2 separate regions of the Mus musculus genome follow, and region 2 is linked to region 1. The links are chromatin contacts, called in public Hi-C maps. All regions are on one chromosome and are shown on one strand. The core of a region is the stretch at or near the end of the contact, and the rest is flanking DNA. Distances in the headings are between cores, read along the strand shown. Region 1 holds the start of Ltbp2 (latent transforming growth factor beta binding protein 2). Region 2 holds the start of Fos (FBJ osteosarcoma oncogene).

Region 1 (5,278 bases), core at 2,751-5,250:
TCATCAGACAAAAGCACTGGCCAAGCCTTCCAGCTGAGTTCAATCCCTGGAACCCACTTGGTGGAAGGAGCGAGAACAAGAGAATATGAACAAAATATTAAGATGGTCAAGAAACACTAAGTACTTGTACTGACTAGTTTTGTGTCAACTTGACACAGCTGGAGTTATCACAGAGAAAGGAGCTTCAGTTGAGGAAATGCCTCCATGAGATCCAACTGTAAGGCATTTTCTCAATTAGTGATCAAGAGGGAAGGACCCCTTGTGGGTGGGACCATCTCTGGGCTGGTAGTCTTGGGTCCTATAAGAGAGCAGGCTGAGCAAGCCAGGGGAAGGAAGCAAGCCAGTAAAGAACATCCCTCCATGGCCTCTGCATCAGCTCCTGCTTCATGCCCTGCTTGAGTTCCAGTCCTGACTTCCTTGGTGGTGAACAGCAGTGTGGAAGTGTAAGCTGAATAAATCCTTTCCTCCCCAACTTGCTTCTTGGTCATGATGTTTTGTCCAGGAACAGAAACCCTGACTAAGACAGTACTGGAATCAATAAGTCCCCTGTAGATTGTAGTACACAGCTACACGGCTCACGACTGCCCCTCAGACATTTAGCACAATGTCTGACACATGTATTTTTTTTCATCTCCAGTACATTAACAATTCCATAAGGAAAAGATTTTTGTGTCTCTTTCCTTCCTTCTTTCTTTCTTTCTTTCTTTCTCTCTTCTTTCTTTCTCTCTTTCTCTCTCTCTTTCTCTCTTTCTTTCTCTCTTTCTCTCTTTCTTTTGGTTTTGTTGCTGTTACTGTTTTTGTTTTTCCAGACAGGGTTTCTCTGTGTAGCTCTCGGTATCATAGAACTGGCTCTGTAGACCAGACTACTCTAAAACTCAGAGATCTGCCTGCCTCTGCCTTCAGAATGCTGAGATTAAAGGCGTGCATCACCACCACCTGGCAGTTTGTCTATTTTATCTACTGCTATATTCCCAGGGTTTTCATAATAGTGCATATTAAAGGGGTTCCACAAAACAGAACAGAACAACACACACACACACACACACACACACACACACACACACAAAACCAAAAAAAAAACTCAAACCAAAACCAAAAACAAAAAAAAACCTCAATTAGCAACTGTAGTTCTACATTCTACCAGCAGATGGCACTTGATCCCTAGATCTGACCTGCACACGACGGCCAGAATCGACCTGGATTGAGGAAGTTAAGGAATAATTTTGTCTTGGGACCCCTTCCCAAGAGATGAATGGGATGACAGAAGAACTCAACATCTATCTACCAAAGCTTCAGGAGACAAAACTGAGGCTCCAACTCCAGCACAGGTATACATCTGTGTATCTAGCAGGTGCCCATAACTTCACACCTGGTCATTGCTGTCAGCTTTGTCCTAGTGACAGTCTGCTTTGCTTCACTTTCTGACTTCTAACAGCACCTTGCAATGCGCATGCATGCGCGCGCACACACACACACACACACACACACACACACACACACACACACACAAGCACACACAAGCCTGCAGCATAACCATCCCCTCCCTATGACAGCCAGACTTCATCTCAGCCTCAGCCCCCGGCTCCCCTATACCAGGGGCAAAAGCTTATGGTGAAAAGCCCTAGTTCTGAGTTAAGCCTGCATGGCAGCCTCATCTCCAGATGTGCCACTCTGGCCCTCTCCTTCCTCGTCTATGCTCTAGGGCCCCAGGTCAGTGTCTCTTCCCTGACCATCTTCACTATATTGTACTGCTCCATTGCCCTTGACAGAATTGTCCTGTGCTTTTAGAAACACATTCACCAGCACATACTGCTCGTGCCTCCAACTTGATTTTAAGACATTGGCTTGCCCTCCAGCAGGTTTTGTATTCTGTGGGTCCCCGAGCCCTCTCCCATGCTCAGCACATGTAATCATGCAGTTGCCTGCACAAGTCAGAATAGAGGGGAAAGCTGAAACGGGGCAGGTGTCCTGCTAACTCTCCTTGAATGGTCTTACGCTGGAGCCACTTGGCAGCACTCAGCTCTATGCCCTGCAGACTTTAGGCTAGGCCTCCAAAGGTTAGTAGGGAATTCATTTAGACGCAGAGAGGGCCAGCTACGTGCAGGCACTGATCTGCTGGGAACATGAAAGCTAACAAAACCCTGCTTAAGCAGAACTTGTATAAGTTTGAACACATACATAGAAATAGAAATACGTGAGGGGGGAATAAATGCTATAAGAAAGCATAAAGCTGGATGAGGGCACAGAAGGGATGAGACACGGTGAACTTTGCTAAGATACAGAAGACCGTTGCAGGCAAGAGAAGAGTATGTGTGCAGAGCAGGAGGCAGAAGATCCTCTGTAGTGGGACTAGGCGTACAAGCAACGGGAATGCTACCTGGAACTACAACGGACAGATAAACCAGGCTCAGGCCAAGGGCTGCCAAAGCCCCTCCTAGACTAATCAATTGCACCTTGCCCAGTCTGGCATTGCCAGGCTCCTGTGCCTTCACTCCAGAGACACCTGGGTACTCAGGAGAGGTCCCCAACTCATTAAATCCTGGGCAAGGCGTTGTTGGGGCGGGGAGGGGACCTCCTGTGATAACAGAGTCCAGAACCCGCAGCGAGTGGTGCAAAATAATAAGTTGAAGAGTTGGAGCGAGGCGTGGCTTTTCAAAATGTGCAAACAACGCTGACATCTAGACTTCCTGGAACACAGACCCAGTCCCTCGCACAGGTCAGGGCAGCCTTCTCTTTCACAGAGCTCCTAAACCCTTGCCTAAGTCCTCTGCGTGTCCCAGCAGACCTGAGCCCGGACTATACACTTGTCTTGGCGCGCCTGCTTCGCTGTCAGCCCGTTCCTGGAGATGCGTCTGTCTTCGCGCCCTGATGTCCCCACTCCCCCCCCCCCCCCCCCGCCCAGATCCTCCACCTACTGGCGCCCGGAGCCAGTTTATCCTTCTCTGGGCCTCAAGAACCCAGAGCGCCCACCCAGCCACTGCAGCTCGTTAGCCCAGCACAGAATGAGTGAGAAACGCACACGAGCTTAACGTCGGGGTTCTGGGAGAACTGGTGTCCAAGGGAACAGATAGTAGATTTATTTTCCCCAAAATAACTTTTTGAAAGCTGGTCCGAGCCCCGGTTTCGGAACCTCGGAGCGGTTTCTCTAGTAGTTACTGAGGACAAAGGGACAGGACCCGCACTCCACTGAAGGCGTAACTGTCCGGGATACCCGCATCCCTTTGCTCCACCCCGCCCCCAGCCCTATCCCCTCTTCAGTGCTCACCCGGTGAGCCGCCCTCGCCGTGCAGCCGCGGGTCGCTGAGGGGTTTCCAGGCGCGCGACAGAAGGTGCAGCCCTGGCTGCTATCTGCTGCTGGCCCCGGGGATGGCTTCTCCGAGTCTGGACAGGTGGCTGGACTCGACGCAGCTGCTGGGTTCGGGGTGGCCTCCTGGCCTCGGCCTCTGCGAGCCTCCCAGGGTTCCCCTGGGCCGGCTGGTTCCACTCAGAGGGCGACAAGCCGGGGACCGGCGCGTCAGGCTCTCGGAACAGACTGTACACCTTGGCTGCAGCCGCTGCGGGGTGGCTGCCCACGGGGTGCCACAACCGATTCGCATCCCTGCTAGCTGGTTCGTATCTCCCTATGGAATCCCGTTGGGCATGACTTGTCCCCATCAAGACAGCCAGGACAAGTGGCAGGAAGCCCCTCCAACGCACCCGTCGGATGCATCCGGAGCAGCGAGCGGTGGTCGGCGCTCTCATGGCGCCAGAGTGGCTGCAGAGCTGTGGGCACCGGAGACCTCGCGGGGAGGTGCTTTCCATCGTTCGCTCCACAGACCCGCCTGGCGACTTGCCCCTTCCCGTCTAGGGGACCTCTGAAACAGCCGTTTGGGGGTCCAGGGGTTCCTAGGTAAGGGCTGTATGGCGTGAGCTGCCCGGGCTGCGCACCGAGCCCGAGCCTGCCGCACCTTCGCTCCCGCACTGCCGCCGTCTGAAGGGGAACCGAAGGGTTTTATTTTTGGAAACCGCCCCCTGCTTTTTCGCCTCTTTTATCCACGCCATGCCCCCCTCCTTGGAGGGACAGCTCGGCCCCCTTATTACGGGAGACAAGAATTCCAGCAACACCCTCTTTGGCACCGAGAAGCGAGCGGGCGGCGAGGGGATTAACCCGTGAGGAGCTGCGGGCGACAGGGCAGACCCGGGGACTGGAAAGACAGATGGCGTCTGCCTGGACCAGCGCACCTGAGCTGCCTTTTTCCTGTCCTGGGCAAACTCAAGTTGTCCACCTGTCCTGGATGTATTTTCTGTTCCTGACCTCACGGACCCAGATGAACTGCTTCTCGGGCCTGAAGGAAGCTGGGGAAGGTACCCAGACCGGAGTAATGGGGACCGAGCCCGAGGCATGCGCGCCTGGTCTCGTTGCTTCCACCTCTGACCGCTGGGGGCGCTAGGCGAGAATGCAGGTGTCCCTGGGGCAGCTCCCAAGAGCCGGTTGCCTATGGGGAAGGGCAACTTGGGGCGCGCGCCCCCTGGTGGAGCTGGTCACACCCTTGGCCACCGTGTTTTGTAGCGACACACTCTGCCAACCTGCTTAGAGCCTAGATCTTAATCTGCTTCCTGTGGCGCCAAGCCTTGACCTGGGCCTATGGTGATGGTGGATGCCCGCTGGAAGAGTTGTTCTCTTTTTACAAAGGTAGGCATGGAGCCTCTTGAATAAGGTGACTAAAGGAGAGTATTGCTAAAGATGGAAATAAAACCCAGGCTAGTGGCCTCTGGCCCACAGTCCACTCTTTGAACTCCTACCACCGCCCCTCATTCCTTGGAGAATTTCCCCAAGGGGCTGCATGAGCCTTTGAGCCCTGCTGGGCCGGGTTCTCACACCTTCTTGTATTGAAGGGGACAGGGATGTCCGTTGCCTCCCACCTAAATTAACCTTCTTCCCTGTGTCCCATGCCCCAAAGCCTAAAAGGCTAGGCATATATGGTTTTCCTGAAAGTGTTTTCACAGCCTACTGGCTCCTAAGCAGACAGGATAAAAGAGCCTGTAAAGGCACCAATTACAACTTCCCATACCAGCCCCTCCCTTCCCAGAATCCTAAGTAATACCTAACTGGATTAGAAAGTCTCAATATTTGACACTGGCCTACGGAGTCCTCCCTGCCCGGCTGGTTTTCTGACCGATCTGAACTTACTCCTGCTCGGTATTCATTACACAGTACCCTCACAGTCTCTGCTTGGCAAATGTTTGATGCATTGTGACGGCTCATCTCTCTACCTAGAGTATTCATCTCCAAGAGGTC
Region 2 (5,332 bases), core at 827-3,326, 600 kb after region 1:
AAGAACGGTGGGAGCACATGACAGACGAGCTGCAGGCCACGAAATCCCTTCAGGATTGAGCAGCTACACGAAGCCTGTGTTTCTATATCGTGTTGTTCTCTTTCCCTCCCCCCTCTTCCGAGTGAGAAAAAAAAGGGGGGCCTAAATTCCCACCAACATAAACTAATGACATACAATGATGAAATTCTGTTTTCACCTCTGCCTGTGACAGGGAATGCAAAAATAGCAAGTGGCCTATTTCCACGAATCCCCGCCTCCCTGCCCTCCCCGCTCCCGCTGGGTTTGGATCTCTAAGAATGGAGGCTAACGCAGAGGCAGGAGCCAGCCGGGATCAGCCCCCCGAACCCGAGGGTGATGTCAGTCGGCGGGAGCGGACGCAGCCTGGCCAGGGAGGCAGAGGTTCCTAGGGAGCAGGGAGGGCGGGTGGCCTGGATGGGCGGACCGTGCGCCCGGCCGCTCCGTCGCCTGGAGACGGCCCTGGCGGCGCTGTGTTGCTGTAAACAGCCGCTTCGCTGTTACTATCTATAGAAAGATCGCCTAGCTCCCGGGTGCGGCGGCCCGAGGCAGGTTTGTGGTTCTGCACCCCTTGCGCCCCTAAAGATCCATCCGCTGTCCTAATCCTCTCTAGTCCGTCTTGGAATGCCCACCGTTTGGCTTGACCCTTGGGACCCTCAGAATGGAGACGAGGGGGACACATGAGTTCTGCGAGGATCTGCGGTTTCCTATCCCAGAGGTGACCGGCCCAGTCAGTCTAACCCGGCTTGTCCTCTGCGGAAGGACAGGAGGCCGAGGGCAAGTAGGGGTGTGTTTGTTCTACACTGAAGCACCTGACCTCTTCAAAGTTCCATCTTCCAAGACTCAAAGCTGTTCTCAGGTCCCAGACGCCAAAATCTCGGCACAGCTGGGAACCTTTCTTCCCGTCCCCTCTGCGCCCCCACCCCCCTTCCCAAGTCCGATCTGGAAAATCACCCGCTGCAGGCGGGTTCCTTGTAAGCGCAGTTTCCAGGCTGCACGTATTCAGACCCCCATCTCCCCAGCACCGACTTGCTTTCTCCTCCCCCCCCCCCCCCGAGCTCACCTCACTTTGTAATTCTGAGCTCCCCCCCTGCCCCGACTCGCCCTCTGGTCTCAGCTCAAAACTAAACATACGACCCCTTCAGGCATACTTGTAGGGTGGTTTTGCACAATGTTTATCCGTCAGTGTCAACGGGGACTGTCGCCTTGATAGCTCTAAGTGGCTAAGGGTCGGGGAGTAGGTGCTGCCGTCCTTTAAAACACGAATTTATGAATGAACCCAGTACTGTAGTTAAATCAGGTTATTGTACACTTATTTACAATCCTTCACTTGCTGCTTCCAACCTCAGTCCTAAAGTTTCTCCAGGCAAGGAGCTGGAGAGAGGGGCTGAGAAGCTGACCCCCCCTTTTTCTTCTCTGCACTGATTTGGGATGGGGGGCTGATGTGGGCAAGCTTTCCTTTAGGAACAGAGGCTTCGAGCCTTTAAGGCTGCGTACTTGCTTCTCCTAATACCAGAGACTCAAAAAAAAAAAAAAAGTTCCAGATTGCTGGACAATGACCCGGGTCTCATCCCTTGACCCTGGGAACCGGGTCCACATTGAATCAGGTGCGAATGTTCGCTCGCCTTCTCTGCCTTTCCCGCCTCCCCTCCCCCGGCCGCGGCCCCGGTTCCCCCCCTGCGCTGCACCCTCAGAGTTGGCTGCAGCCGGCGAGCTGTTCCCGTCAATCCCTCCCTCCTTTACACAGGATGTCCATATTAGGACATCTGCGTCAGCAGGTTTCCACGGCCGGTCCCTGTTGTTCTGGGGGGGGGACCATCTCCGAAATCCTACACGCGGAAGGTCTAGGAGACCCCCTAAGATCCCAAATGTGAACACTCATAGGTGAAAGATGTATGCCAAGACGGGGGTTGAAAGCCTGGGGCGTAGAGTTGACGACAGAGCGCCCGCAGAGGGCCTTGGGGCGCGCTTCCCCCCCCTTCCAGTTCCGCCCAGTGACGTAGGAAGTCCATCCATTCACAGCGCTTCTATAAAGGCGCCAGCTGAGGCGCCTACTACTCCAACCGCGACTGCAGCGAGCAACTGAGAAGACTGGATAGAGCCGGCGGTTCCGCGAACGAGCAGTGACCGCGCTCCCACCCAGCTCTGCTCTGCAGCTCCCACCAGTGTCTACCCCTGGACCCCTTGCCGGGCTTTCCCCAAACTTCGACCATGATGTTCTCGGGTTTCAACGCCGACTACGAGGCGTCATCCTCCCGCTGCAGTAGCGCCTCCCCGGCCGGGGACAGCCTTTCCTACTACCATTCCCCAGCCGACTCCTTCTCCAGCATGGGCTCTCCTGTCAACACACAGGTGAGTTTGGCTTTGTGTAGCCGCCAGGTCCGCGCTGAGGGTCGCCGTGGAGGAGACACTGGGGTGTGACTCGCAGGGGCGGGGGGGTCTTCCTTTTTCGCTCTGGAGGGAGACTGGCGCGGTCAGAGCAGCCTTAGCCTGGGAACCCAGGACTTGTCTGAGCGCGTGCACACTTGTCATAGTAAGACTTAGTGACCCCTTCCCGCGCGGCAGGTTTATTCTGAGTGGCCTGCCTGCATTCTTCTCTCGGCCGACTTGTTTCTGAGATCAGCCGGGGCCAACAAGTCTCGAGCAAAGAGTCGCTAACTAGAGTTTGGGAGGCGGCAAACCGCGGCAATCCCCCCTCCCGGGGCAGCCTGGAGCAGGGAGGAGGGAGGAGGGAGGAGGGTGCTGCGGGCGGGTGTGTAAGGCAGTTTCATTGATAAAAAGCGAGTTCATTCTGGAGACTCCGGAGCAGCGCCTGCGTCAGCGCAGACGTCAGGGATATTTATAACAAACCCCCTTTCGAGCGAGTGATGCCGAAGGGATAACGGGAACGCAGCAGTAGGATGGAGGAGAAAGGCTGCGCTGCGGAATTCAAGGGAGGATATTGGGAGAGCTTTTATCTCCGATGAGGTGCATACAGGAAGACATAAGCAGTCTCTGACCGGAATGCTTCTCTCTCCCTGCTTCATGCGACACTAGGGCCACTTGCTCCACCTGTGTCTGGAACCTCCTCGCTCACCTCCGCTTTCCTCTTTTTGTTTTGTTTCAGGACTTTTGCGCAGATCTGTCCGTCTCTAGTGCCAACTTTATCCCCACGGTGACAGCCATCTCCACCAGCCCAGACCTGCAGTGGCTGGTGCAGCCCACTCTGGTCTCCTCCGTGGCCCCATCGCAGACCAGAGCGCCCCATCCTTACGGACTCCCCACCCAGTCTGCTGGGGCTTACGCCAGAGCGGGAATGGTGAAGACCGTGTCAGGAGGCAGAGCGCAGAGCATCGGCAGAAGGGGCAAAGTAGAGCAGGTGAGCAGCGATTCTGGACCTTTGTGGGCTGGGGGGGGGGGGGGGGGCGGAGACTGACGCACAGACCACACAACAGAGAAGGGACGCTACTGACTGCACTTCCTGACCAGGAGCTGTGGCTGCTAGCCCTTTCCCTCCCTTGTCAGATTTTGACAGTTGGACCCAAGACAAACTCTAGACAGTTTCCCTGACAGCTTCCTACTTCATTCTCTAGCCGGGGAGCTTCTTTGTTCCCCTGCTAAAGATCTCACTTTAAATGCAAATCACACTCTGCCTGCCAACTGCAGGTTAGAAAAACTGCTTCACCGAGAGGTGCGGGTGCTGTAGGAGCCAGTTTCACTGGGGTGACTGAATGGAGGTGACACTAGACAACCTTAACTGAATGTTGGTCCTTTTCTTCTATAGCTATCTCCTGAAGAGGAAGAGAAACGGAGAATCCGAAGGGAACGGAATAAGATGGCTGCAGCCAAGTGCCGGAATCGGAGGAGGGAGCTGACAGATACACTCCAAGCGGTAGGTTGAACCAGCTGCTGCTCCTGAAACTTTATTAAAGTTGGAGCTTGGGACTATGGGCGCAGGGTCCTTGAGCATGCCCGTGTCTTATGCTTTCTTATATCTCTCCCTATGCAGGAGACAGATCAACTTGAAGATGAGAAGTCTGCGTTGCAGACTGAGATTGCCAATCTGCTGAAAGAGAAGGAAAAACTGGAGTTTATTTTGGCAGCCCACCGACCTGCCTGCAAGATCCCCGATGACCTTGGCTTCCCAGAGGAGATGTCTGTGGCCTCCCTGGATTTGACTGGAGGTCTGCCTGAGGCTTCCACCCCAGAGTCTGAGGAGGCCTTCACCCTGCCCCTTCTCAACGACCCTGAGCCCAAGCCATCCTTGGAGCCAGTCAAGAGCATCAGCAACGTGGAGCTGAAGGCAGAACCCTTTGATGACTTCTTGTTTCCGGCATCATCTAGGCCCAGTGGCTCAGAGACCTCCCGCTCTGTGCCAGATGTGGACCTGTCCGGTTCCTTCTATGCAGCAGACTGGGAGCCTCTGCACAGCAATTCCTTGGGGATGGGGCCCATGGTCACAGAGCTGGAGCCCCTGTGTACTCCCGTGGTCACCTGTACTCCGGGCTGCACTACTTACACGTCTTCCTTTGTCTTCACCTACCCTGAAGCTGACTCCTTCCCAAGCTGTGCCGCTGCCCACCGAAAGGGCAGCAGCAGCAACGAGCCCTCCTCCGACTCCCTGAGCTCACCCACGCTGCTGGCCCTGTGAGCAGTCAGAGAAGGCAAGGCAGCCGGCATCCAGACGTGCCACTGCCCGAGCTGGTGCATTACAGAGAGGAGAAACACGTCTTCCCTCGAAGGTTCCCGTCGACCTAGGGAGGACCTTACCTGTTCGTGAAACACACCAGGCTGTGGGCCTCAAGGACTTGCAAGCATCCACATCTGGCCTCCAGTCCTCACCTCTTCCAGAGATGTAGCAAAAACAAAACAAAACAAAACAAAAAACCGCATGGAGTGTGTTGTTCCTAGTGACACCTGAGAGCTGGTAGTTAGTAGAGCATGTGAGTCAAGGCCTGGTCTGTGTCTCTTTTCTCTTTCTCCTTAGTTTTCTCATAGCACTAACTAATCTGTTGGGTTCATTATTGGAATTAACCTGGTGCTGGATTGTATCTAGTGCAGCTGATTTTAACAATACCTACTGTGTTCCTGGCAATAGCGTGTTCCAATTAGAAACGACCAATATTAAACTAAGAAAAGATAGGACTTTATTTTCCAGTAGATAGAAATCAATAGCTATATCCATGTACTGTAGTCCTTCAGCGTCAATGTTCATTGTCATGTTACTGATCATGCATTGTCGAGGTGGTCTGAATGTTCTGACATTAACAGTTTTCCATGAAAACGTTTTTATTGTGTTTTCAATTTATTTATTAAGATGGATTCTCAGATATTTATA

The links. Hi-C and Micro-C count contacts between places; a contact is called where the count stands out from the background.
Region 2: a Hi-C map of muscle stem cells shows a contact between it and region 1, with 3 times the contacts expected there. The contact joins the promoter of Fos here to the promoter of Ltbp2 in region 1. A contact is called at or near these places in 2 of 484 Hi-C or Micro-C datasets (embryonic stem cells and muscle stem cells).

What each region holds. Positions count from the first base shown.
Region 1 is chr12:84,872,491-84,877,768 of GRCm38.p6, forward strand. Ltbp2 (latent transforming growth factor beta binding protein 2) reads right to left here and starts at 4,001. Exons shown (of 36, transcript NM_001370743.1): 1 at 3,266-4,001. The coding sequence starts at 3,741. It overlaps D030025P21Rik (RIKEN cDNA D030025P21 gene), which reads left to right and starts at 3,312. Exons shown (of 1, transcript NR_028577.1): 1 at 3,312-5,278.
Region 2 is chr12:85,471,814-85,477,145 of GRCm38.p6, forward strand. Fos (FBJ osteosarcoma oncogene) reads left to right here and starts at 2,077. Exons shown (of 4, transcript NM_010234.3): 1 at 2,077-2,367; 2 at 3,122-3,373; 3 at 3,779-3,886; 4 at 4,004-5,332. The coding sequence starts at 2,227. The coding sequence ends at 4,645.